Linked DNA regions of Aedes albopictus: region 1 is linked to region 2. Evidence: chromatin contacts called from public Hi-C data. All regions are on one chromosome and are shown on one strand. Each heading gives the region's core, a stretch centred on a gene start, on an enhancer-like site or on the middle of the called end of the contact. The rest is flanking DNA. Distances are from core to core; before and after follow the strand shown. Region 1 holds the start of LOC134285665 (bolA-like protein DDB_G0274169). Region 2 holds the start of LOC134285660 (bifunctional coenzyme A synthase).

Region 1 (5,812 bases), core at 1,905-4,404, 220 kb before region 2:
AGATCTTCTGGAGCAATCCTTGAAAAATCAACTATAGGGCCTGAATCCTCGAAGGAACTTCTGGAATTATCCCTGGAGGAACTTCTGTAGGAAGGAATATCTAAAAGAACTCATAGAGAAATCCCTAAAAGAAATCCTGAAAAATTTCTATGCGGCATCCCGAAGATGAAACCTCGAAGGAATTTCAGGAGGGATTCTCGAAGGAATTCCTGTAGGAACCGTTGATGAAACTCCTGGAGTGATCTCTGAAGTATCTCCTTGAGCGATCCCTACAGAACGCCAGGAGAAATCCCTTGTTGGAATTCTTGGAAAGATCCCTAATCTTTGATGTATCTCTAGGAGGCATCCCGGAATCCTGAAATAATTTCTGAAGGAACTCCTGGAGTTATCTCTGAAGGTACTCCTGTCGAAATCTTCCTAAGAGATCTTCTGAAAATAAAATTCACGATGAAACTCCTAGACGCATTCATTGCTGAATCTTCTTGATGAGTTCTCTAAAGGAACTTTAGACGATTTCGCTATCCCAACATCGGGAACTTTACCAAAAAAGTACAAATAACACAAATCCATTCACCAAAACATAACATATGACAATTCCGCCACAAAAGAACAATTTCGTTCACCACAAAAAATAACATTTCGTTATTACCAAAACAGAAAGACAATTTCGTCAAAGCAACATCAGCCAAAAAAGAATATTCTGTTCACAACCTAATGGTAATTCTACAATAAAAGAACAATTCCATTCTTCACAAAAATAACAATTTGTTATTACAACAACCTGAAAACCAAAAGGGAATAATTTCGGAATAACTCAAAAGAAATTACACGTTCCTTGATCCTCGTCGCCACTTTTATATTCTTCGACAGAAGAATAATAAAGATGTTGACAAGTCCAAGGCTTGTGCCGTATCTGCTGTGTGGTCCAATGACCACCCGTATTTATACCACCGACGAACCGACGTGACAGTGGTGATTCAAAAGTGTCCCCCCCCCAAATTTAACGGTCGACCACCGAAGCGAGCGATCGCTTCTGTCAAATCAGCGCAGACGCGAACCGTTTCCTATATGAACACACGGGGGTTCGATGTCGAGCTATCAAATCATCGCGAGCCGTTATAGAGGTGGCGATAGTGTTTGGCTATTTTTCATCATGGCGTCGCGGACAACAAATTTGAATTTATTTGTTCCAGCTGTCACGTCGGTTCGTCGGTGTTTATACTACCTTAGGTAGACATAATGAATCATACCATTTAGGTATTGTCATGAATAGTATTTCATGTAGGTAGATATCCTATGCACACAACCATTAGGTAGACACTACACTGCGTAAATAGTTTGAGTAAAACCAGCATTACGGCAAAGATTTTGGTGAACAAAAGTATTTTTCCACATTCGAATTACATATTATTTGCATAGGTACATGCATACCCACAACTCTGTGGGATTTTCTTCTGAAAGATACTATAAAAGCCCACAACTTTTTATTCAAAATCAAAGTTTTTAGTTTAAAAAAATCTAAAAATCCATATCGGAATATTCAGATACATAGATTCCCCCTGAAACTACAGTCAACTTTCGGTCGTTGGGCTACGTTTAGGTGGGTTACGTTTTAACTGGGCGCCCGTTAGGTGGGCTATAGCCCAGTTAAAACGAAGTCAAACGTCACTTTTTGACGTGAAGCACGATTTGTCAAGGTTGGTAGCCCTGAATCTCTATTGTTAAAGATTATTTGACAGCTCAAAACTCAGCCCACCTAGTGAAAGTCTTTCACTAACTGGGCTAAGAGCTTAGTGCAACGAGCGAAAGTTGACTGTACCTATCTATTGCGTCGGCGTCTTGGTCGGCGTTAAGTCAGACCGGGCCATCCGTTTTTCAATAATTTCGAGTACACCCTGCAAGCACTAGACATTTCAAATCTCTATCATTATTTTCAGAAATACTATTATTCTTTTATGTAATGACTCATATGCATGAAAATAACGTCGAAAAGTTAAGTTAATTTTAGAGTTGCTTGTTCGGCTGTTCTATTTTCGGTAAAAGTTCGGTAAACATTATCGATGCTTAAGTAGAGTTTACTGAACGTTTGGTAATTTTTTGCCGAACTTCAGTAGTTGTGTTTTGCTGAAAATTCGGTAATCTGAACTTTTACCGAAAATAGAACAGCTGAATACGGTACTTTTTTTAAGTGTGTAACGAATTCTTCAGCTTATCTTTACCTGCCCGAAAAATCGCGTAGTCCACTCTGACTGAACGCCGACCATATCGAGGTGAGAAATCGCGACTCGAATGAGGTGACACACCGTGCAAATCAAATGAAAAGTCTAGAGATAAGTGACATTTCAACACACGTACACTAGCTTGAATTTTTCCATACACTCAGAAATAAAAGTATACACGGAATTACTATTATTTATGCATTTTGTATCCGCATCTCTCTCACTCTCTTTCTGTTTTCATGCTATCTGCCGTTTAGCCTGGGTTGAAGAGAAGTGTTTCGTCAACCCAGGCGAAGCACCAGATAGCATGAAAACAGAAAGAGAGTGAGAGAGATGCGGATACAAAATGCATAAATAATAGTAATTCCGTGTATACTTTTATTTCTGAGTGTACACAAAAATGCACGCCAATTCAAAGGCTATTCAGATTGCATATGAAAATATTACCCAATTAATTTGGGTAAAACGGCTAAATTATGATAAAACTAACAACCGGGGTAAGAGTGCATATATTTTCCCTCAAGTTTCACAACTACACCTACAAAAGAGACACGCATACATTTGAACGTGATTACCACTATACCTACTCGCATTTGAGTCGAGATCTCTAACCTCGATACCTACCTACATAGTTAACTCTTATGTGAAAAACAGAATGAACGACGATTACCTATGATTTCAGGTAAACAAGACGGGTAAATTTCTCGGAGTGTAAATTTGACGAGTTTGCTATATTTTGTTTTTAAAAATCACAAATATCCACTAGAACCAAAACAGTTTTCGGTTGCATATGGCTAATCTCACCTCGTAGGCTGGGAATTATATTCATAATCCGACGAAGCACTAAAATTAATAACAATTTAAACTTCAAACTGGAAAAATGCGATTGCTGGATTGTTATGTGCACTGCGAATCGTAAACAAATCGGTATTTTTCCTCGCTTTGATCGTTTAGCTCGTTTAGCTTTAACAGTTAGCTTTCAGACAACCATTCAACGGACGGACCAACTGTGCGTTCTGTCAAAATTTCTAATCGCGGTGAGCGGCCATCATCACCGGAGCGCGTCGCAGCGTAGAGGTATAAACAAACAACATATTTTTTCGGTAAGTTTTACTGAAATTTACCTCGTTACAGCAACTAAACCAGGAAATCCGCGCACCACCATGGGACGTCGAAAGTCGAAGAGAAAGCCCCCGCCGAAGCGCAAGAATATCGAACCCCTGGACCAGCAGTTCAATTGCCCCTTCTGCAACCACGAAAAGTCCTGCGAAGTGAAGATGGACAAGAGTCGGAACTCGGCGCGCATAACCTGTCGGGTGTGCATGGAGGACTACCAGACGTCGATAAACTTCCTGTCGGAACCGGTCGACGTGTACAACGATTGGGTGGACGCGTGCGAGAGTGCCAACTAAATCACCGGCTGGGGGCGCTTCTGGAAGAGCTTTGTACCGGGAAAACTAGGGCCAGGCATATGTATTAGGGTGTGTAATAAGCATCGGGATATTTATCACTAATAACTACTAAAGTTAGATCACTTATGGACACAAGCAGTAGATTTAACAAACGATTTGCTGAATTTTACTAAATGAAATATGAGCATTTAGTATTTAAGCGTGTGAAAATTTCAAGATTTATTTTGAGAAATAAATTAGAGTAGTAAGCGCAAGCCTGAGGATTGATTTGTTTCTATTTAATGCTGACAATGTTTTGAATGATTCAAAGCTGAAAAACATTTTATAATTAAAATAATGAGGGGTGTTGTAGAGGTCTCTACAGCTTTCTTAAGTACATATCAAATTAATCATCAATCCCCGCCCCCAACTGTCGCAAGGTCGTAGCCAGGACAGCTCTCGACCATTGCAAAATTTTCCCCTTAATATCTTGTCTTAGCCGTTTTTCTTTATTATCCAGTTCCAACCTGGGTTGGAACTGGATCAGATCACAGTTTCAACCCCAACCCGATTTCGGTTTCGCTTGTACTAAAGTTTGTTTGACGTTGTTTGTTTACACATTTTCCGCCAATCCAGTTCCAACCCAGGTTAAAAAAGAAAAACGGCATTAGAATCATTGATTATCCATAAGCCTAGCTCTGTGTTTTTATAACGAACGGGTAGGAGGTAACCCTCTTTACAGCGGTCTAGAACTGTACCTCCTACTCCTAGGTACGAATAGTGCTTGCTGCTAATGCCAAACATCTAAAACTGCACAAATTCAATACTCGAGCTTGTTTGGCTCAGTAAATCGATTAATGCATTTCTGGCCAAAATTCCTTTCATTCGTCAAGGTATGAAAAACTTTTAGAAATGGCATTATCGTGCGTATCGATTTAGGCAAAATGTTGAGAACTCAGTAGAAAATAACTAAGCTGAAACATTCAAGCATTCAAGTCTTTCTGTGTGGTCTGACATTGTCTAACTTAGCAAAGAATGGTTTTTATTGGATGTGTTAATCACTGTTTTTTATCTGTTTTATTGATGTTTTATTGGCTCACCGAGAAACATCAATAAAACAGATATTGTGGCGTTAGCACTAAATTGGTTTCCGATAAAACTTCATTGACTTCCGCTGCCTTTCCTATGCGTTAAACATTACGTCGGAAGTGCAATGTATAGAAAACCAGATTTACTGTAGTGCTAAACGCACAATAAATAAAAACATGGTTTGGTTCATCTGAGTAAGGTTTATTCATATTGTGACTATAGATTTTTTTTCAGTGTCCTAAAAAACATCGCATCCATTCATATTGCGCCTTTGAATATGCAATACACAATACACAATTTACTGTACATTAGGGTGTCCCAAGATTTAAAAAGTATGTAATATTCTGTGATTACTGTTCACGGGATAATTGGGTTGTTTAGCGAATTAAATATTGCCATTTTCTTTAGCCTAATCGAAAGAGCTCATTTTTCTGAGTATAAGGTGAATTTAATGCGATCCAATTCCTTTATTTTGATGATCAAATAAACAAAACAGTTTTAATTTCCGTGGATAGAATGACAGTTCAATCGATAAAGTGACAGTTCGCCCCGAACAAAAAATTTTCCCCATACAAACTTTAAATGCATTTTAAAAATAGTTCCCGGGCGCCAAAAATGATGAAATTTTGGATTTCGACTAATTTTTGGACGGAGATTCCGATTATGCAATAATCTGGATACAATAGACGTTCGATCGGTGCAAACGCTTTAACTGCAATGCTTTTTAACTGCAAGTCCGCTAAGTGCAACAATTTTGCAGTTATCGCACCGCTATCCGTCAAAATGAAATGTCAACAGCGATGCGATGTTTTTCGCATGCACTTTTGATGCAGTGCGATGTTTTCCGAATGCACTATCGCTGCATTCTGCAGCAACTGACAGCTCTTTGACGTCTGTCAGTTGTTGCAGTTATCGAATTTCATTCGCTAAGTGAAAAGTAAACATGTTGCAGTTACCGAACGTCTACTGTACCCCTAAAGAACCCACGACGAGCCTGGATAAAACAAAGAGGAGAAACGTCAAAATTGGAACAGTCGATTTAGTGTCATCCCCATAGTTCCAATCGAGCAGGAGACCTGTCAAAGCGACAAGGATTCGCCACTTTGGTATACT
Region 2 (5,445 bases), core at 2,270-4,769:
AATCTACTCATTATTTATGTTATAATAATATTATCAATTTCATACATACCCTATGTTTTGTCCGTTTTGTCTTAAATGTGATGTTGAGGAAATAAATGCATACATGTGTGTACGACCACTAGATCATTAACCCCATGCAATGTTTCGATTTACTACATATAATGTTTTAATCATGAGCTACGAAGGTGAAGTTTAAATAATAAAATTTTAATTTAATGGAATTCGCGTGCACAGATGAGCCTAATGCCGTTTTTCTTTATTATTCAGTTCCAACCTGGGTTGGAACTGGATCAGATCACAGTTTCAACCCCAACCCGATTTCGGTTTCGCTTGTACTAAAATTTGTTTGACGTTGTTTGTTTACACATTTTCCGCCAATCCAGTTCCAACCCAGGTTCAAAAAGAAAAACGACATAAATTGCTAAATTCATTCTATCTCCCAACTGCCAATGAGATTCTATCGATAGAAACACAGATACAAAGTTTTCCAATAAGAACCTATAAGAACCATTATGATTTTTAGTACATGCACATCTCGATACACATATGTACACACACACAGACATTTGTGAGAGAGTTGCAAGGTAGGTCCCGTTAGCTTAACAACTGTTTGTTTTTTTTTGCGACAGGCAAAAGCGCGGTTCGCTAATAAATATTATCAGTTTTGCAAAAGCGTACTCGATAGTCGTCGATCAGAATAGATAAGAACTATATAATCACATCGTCCAGATATGCCAACAGCAATGCCGTACACGGACGTACATCGCGCGTTCGCGCAAGCTATAGCCCACCATGGCACGATGAGTGCCAAACAAGCCTATAAGGCACTACTTGCCATCTACGCGAAATGTAAGTAAACGAGTAAACCCTATTTTTCATAAAAGAAACCTTCATTGAATCATCTCTCTTCCCATTAAGATCACGACGGCGAAGAGATCCCTTCGGAGGACGATATCCCCGAGGTGGTGGCGTCCATCAACGGCAAACTGTACCGCTACGACCAGAAAATTTGCTTCGTCCACTACGAACCGGCCGATACGGACTTTTACGTGTTCTGCAATTTGGTGGAGTCGCAGATCGATCGGATTCAGAATTACTACAGCGAATCGGAAACGACCCTGTTCCGGCTGGTGCTGCGGGAGATGGCCACGAGCGAAGAGCACAAACTGAAACCGATCATGTGCCTGAATCTGACGGGGGAGATCCAAGGCAAGCAACTCAGCAAGGTGCGAGCCGAGCAACTGCTGGACCAGTGGGAAAAGATGGGATACTTTGTGCAGCTGGGTGGGATGTGGCACTTCGGGCCGAAGGTAATCGGCGAGTTCGATCGGTACCTAACGACCAACTATCCGGAACAGATGCGGATGTGCAAACTGTGCAAGGAATCGGTGTTCTACGTAAGTTGGGTGGCGGCAGTGTGTCAATTGAATGCCTATTTTATATTCTTATTTGTTTTACAGGGTGTTCGATGTGAGAAGTGTCCTGAATCATTCCACAAGGATTGTATGAAGAAGTATCTCAGACGGTTGACAAACTGTCCTGGGTGTAAAAATCTGTGGTCAACTCCTGTTTGATGATAAATTTTAAATTTCACGTTCTGTATGTACCTGTCAAAACATTTGAAATAAATCCTAAATTTAATTTTAATTTTTGAGAAATTTAAGTTGATATCCCTGGTAGAACTAGTTTTAACTTCCTGGAAACGATGCTAAAAAGAATCCCAAAAGAATGTGATACGAAGTATACATTTAACGGCCCAGGAATCCCAATACCTATAACGTTTATTTTGTCAACAATAAAATTCACAGCTTCAGCTTCAACTCCTCCACCAAATCCGCCCACACCTTCTCCGCTTGCGTTTGTGAATACTCGTAGCTCCAAGCCGTACAAAATACAATATCCGAATTCTTTACCAACTCGCTGTTACTAATCTGTGCCTTAATCCTCTTATCGGCTTCCTCTTCGGTCAAACCGTTTCGCTCCATCAATCGCTGGATGGCTTCCTCGCGGGGAATAATGCAGGACCAAATCTCGTGGCAAGCGCTTTGCCATCCCGCTCGCAGCAGCACAGCTGCTTCCATAATAATGATCTGCTTGTTCTGCTTCTCGTACATTTCCTTGATACGTTGCTTGGCCCGCTCCAAAATGGCGTCCCACAAAATTGTGTTCAACAAATCCAGCTTGTCCGGATCGGAGAAAACAATCGCACCCAGAGCCTTCCGGTTGATCGTCTTGTCCTCATTCAGAATGCCCATGCCAAAGTTGTTGATCACCGTTTGGTAGCAATCCTCGCCCGGTTCGTACAGCTCATGGGCAATCTTATCGCAATCGATCACCCCCGCGCCAAGCTTAGCGAAACGTTCCGCCATTTTGCTTTTGCCGGCTGCCACCCCACCGACCAGTCCGATGATGTACGGCTTCGAGCTGAGATGTGGTTTCGCATCACGCGGTTTGAGGCGCGTTCCCAACAGATCCATCCGCTGGTTGCTGGAACTGATCTTATCTTCCTTGTCTTCGACAGTGAGTTCATCGTCCAGTAGATCGATCGTGTGCACCTTGAGTTGGTTGAGTCCGTTTTTGGCGCGAAGTTCGTTCACCTTGGCGCCACCTCGAGACGTTTCCGTGCTGACGACGATGAGCTGAAATGTTACGAAAAAGATGTGCAATCTTGAGTATCATATTCGGTACGTTAATATCCATTTAAAACCTACATCCATGTGTGGATCAGTTGCCGTTGGTCCGAAGGGGTCGCTGATAGGAACAACTTCGTGCTTCAAAGTGCAATCGACGTCGTCGATAAACGCTCGAACATCTTCAATCCTTCGCTCGGTTGGCAGAATCAGCTCCCATAGCTTTTTGCTCTTGATCATATTCTCGTCGGTCACTCCAACGACCAACCGCTCTTCGGCCAACAGCGCCGCTTGCGATAGCAAAACCTTGTGCCCGGCGTGGATGCGATCAAACGTTCCTCCGAGAACGACATTTTTAAATGTTTCACTAGACTCGATGAGCTCCCTTGCATCGATCGCAAACGGTTGCGTTCCGAGTTCGATCACACTCGAGCCGGGGTAGGTCTTCGTCACATCCAATCCGTCTTGTTGCGGATCCACGCAGTAGTCGTAGAAAAGATAATCAACGGGGCGACTCACCGGAATAATCTCTTTCGATTTAAGTGAACTAATCAGAATACGCAAGTCCACCCCTGGACCGAGCACCTTTGGCGAACTTTGATACACGGTGGCAATAAATTTACTAAAAGCGGTCGGTTTCGCCACCTCCTGGAACCGTGGATGTAGCTGAACGTAGAGAGTTCCCAGTGCATACTTTCGAGTGGCGGCCAAAGTACTGGCGATGTTGGCTAGGTGTACCGCCGTCAGCAGACCCGTTTTTGAGGACATGACTACAGTTTCGGTAATATCACTTATATCACATAATAAATTATTAGAATTTCATGCACCAGCGGCAGCAGTATAGCTGGGCTATTAACTTTCTCAATTTGTTATCATCACTGGACTTTGAACGTGTATCGATAATTTTCCGTGCAATTTTAATGTCAAACGCGATGTTTTTGGACTTCTATGTTACATTTTGATTTGACAGTTGAACAAATTTATCTAGCACAAAGTTAACACACTTCTGGAACACTGTGTTCAACTTGAGAAGTTTTATTTTGAGAACTTGAGAAGTTTAAATTACTCTAACCAACGTCCGCACATATCGCAGTGCGAATATAGATTCGGATCACTACTTAGTCGCTGTATGCATGCGCTCAAAACTTTCGACAGTTATCACCACGCGTCGAAGTCGAACGCCGCGGCTCAACATCGAGCAACTTCGTAACGTAGAAGTGGCTCAAGACTACGCGCAGCAGTTAGCAGTGGCCCTACCAACGGAAGAGCAGCTTGGCGCAGCTACACTTGAAGATGGCAGGAGGGACATCCGATCCGTCATAGGTAGTACCTCGGCTACAGCACTAGGCTTCGCGACTCCGAATCACAGAAACGACTGGTACGACGGCGAATGTGAACAGTTGAAAAACGAGAAGAATGCAGCATGGGCGAGAATGCTGCAACACCGTACACTCAGGCAAATAAACCTAAGATTACCATTAGGTCTAAGTTATGAAATGGTCTTTAAACAATTCATAACGGCTAGATTAAATTTCATAAGGTCGGTTTATGACGCAGAATCGACTCACAGTTTGGCTTTTATACATATTTAGCACCACAAAATTCTCAAGCGTCGATAGCCGCGTGGGTTGGGCACGAGCTCAGTGATCTCGACGTTCATGGATCGATTCCAGTCTGCATCATTTTACGATTTTTCTGCTCTTTTCATAAGTTTATCTTATGTAATTAGGTCATAATAAGCATGTTTAATTTTCATAAGCTATTCCTATGGCATCCATACTTTACAGTTATGGCTAAATTTCATAAGGTATTTTGATGCATTTAGATAGTTTACTTCGCTGAGTGTACGAGAGCGAATTAAGGCGTGTTACAAACAGGCGCGGAACAGGCAGAACTCAGTCTTCCGGATGAAGAAGCGCCAGCAGGAAGAACGAGATCGCGAAGCGATGGAAGAGCTGTACCGCGCTAAGGACACACGAAAGTTCTACGAGAAGCTGAACCGCTCGCGCAGAGGCTTTGTGCCACAAGCCGACATGTGCCGAGATAATCACGGGAATATTCTCACGAGCGAGCGTGAGGTGGTCGGGAGGTGGCGGCAGCATTACGATGAGCACCTCAATGGCGACGTTGCAAGTACCGAAGGTGGCGTGGTAACAGATCTAGGAGTATGTGCACAGGACGAAAGACTTCCGGCCCCTGATCTTCAAGAGATTGAGGAGGAGGTTGGCCGGTTGAAAAACAACAAGGCCGCTGGAGCAGACCATCTACCAAGCGAGCTTCTAAAATACGGTGGAGAAGCACTGGTGAGAGCACTACACTGGGTCATTACCAAGATTTGGGAGGAGGAAGTATTACCGGAGGAATGGATGGAAGGTATCGTGTGTCCCATCTACAAAAAGGGCGACAAGTTGGATTGCGGGAACTACCGCGCGATCACACTACTGAGCGCTGCCTACAAGATACTCTCTCAAATTTTATGCCGCCGTCTATCACCGATTGCAAGAGAGTTCGTGGGGCAATATCAGGCTGGATTTATGGGTGAACGCGCTACAACGGACCAGATGTTCGCCATCCGCCAGGTGTTGCAGAAATGCCGCGAATACAACGTGCCCACACATCACTTGTTCATCGATTTCAAATCGGCGTATGATACAATCGATCGAGAACAGCTATGGCAGATTATGCACGAATACGGATTCCCGGATAAACTGATACGGTTGATCAAGGCGACGATGGATCGAGTGATGTGCGTAGTTAGAGTATCAGGAACACTCTCGAGTCCCTTCGAATATCGCAGAGGGTTACGGCAAGGTGA

The links. Hi-C and Micro-C count contacts between places; a contact is called where the count stands out from the background.
Region 1: a contact with region 2 is called in a Hi-C map of whole body, with 5 times the contacts expected there. The contact joins the promoter of LOC134285665 here to the promoter of LOC134285660 in region 2. A contact is called at or near these places in 2 of 3 Hi-C or Micro-C datasets (embryo and whole body).

Annotation. Positions count from the first base shown.
Region 1 is chr1:282,431,790-282,437,601 of AalbF5, reverse strand. It overlaps LOC134285665 (bolA-like protein DDB_G0274169), which reads right to left and starts at 3,154. Exons shown (of 3, transcript XM_062846903.1): 1 at 3,024-3,154. The coding sequence starts at 3,048. LOC134285667 (transcription elongation factor 1 homolog) reads left to right here and starts at 3,203. Exons shown (of 2, transcript XM_062846905.1): 1 at 3,203-3,296; 2 at 3,354-3,885. The coding sequence starts at 3,383. The coding sequence ends at 3,631.
Region 2 is chr1:282,210,919-282,216,363 of AalbF5, reverse strand. LOC134285660 (bifunctional coenzyme A synthase) reads right to left here and starts at 3,519. Exons shown (of 2, transcript XM_062846858.1): 1 at 2,712-3,519; 2 at 1,764-2,639. The coding sequence starts at 3,398. The coding sequence ends at 1,803. LOC134285661 (non-structural maintenance of chromosomes element 1 homolog) reads left to right here and starts at 609. Exons shown (of 3, transcript XM_062846859.1): 1 at 609-849; 2 at 919-1,397; 3 at 1,461-1,647. The coding sequence starts at 732. The coding sequence ends at 1,574.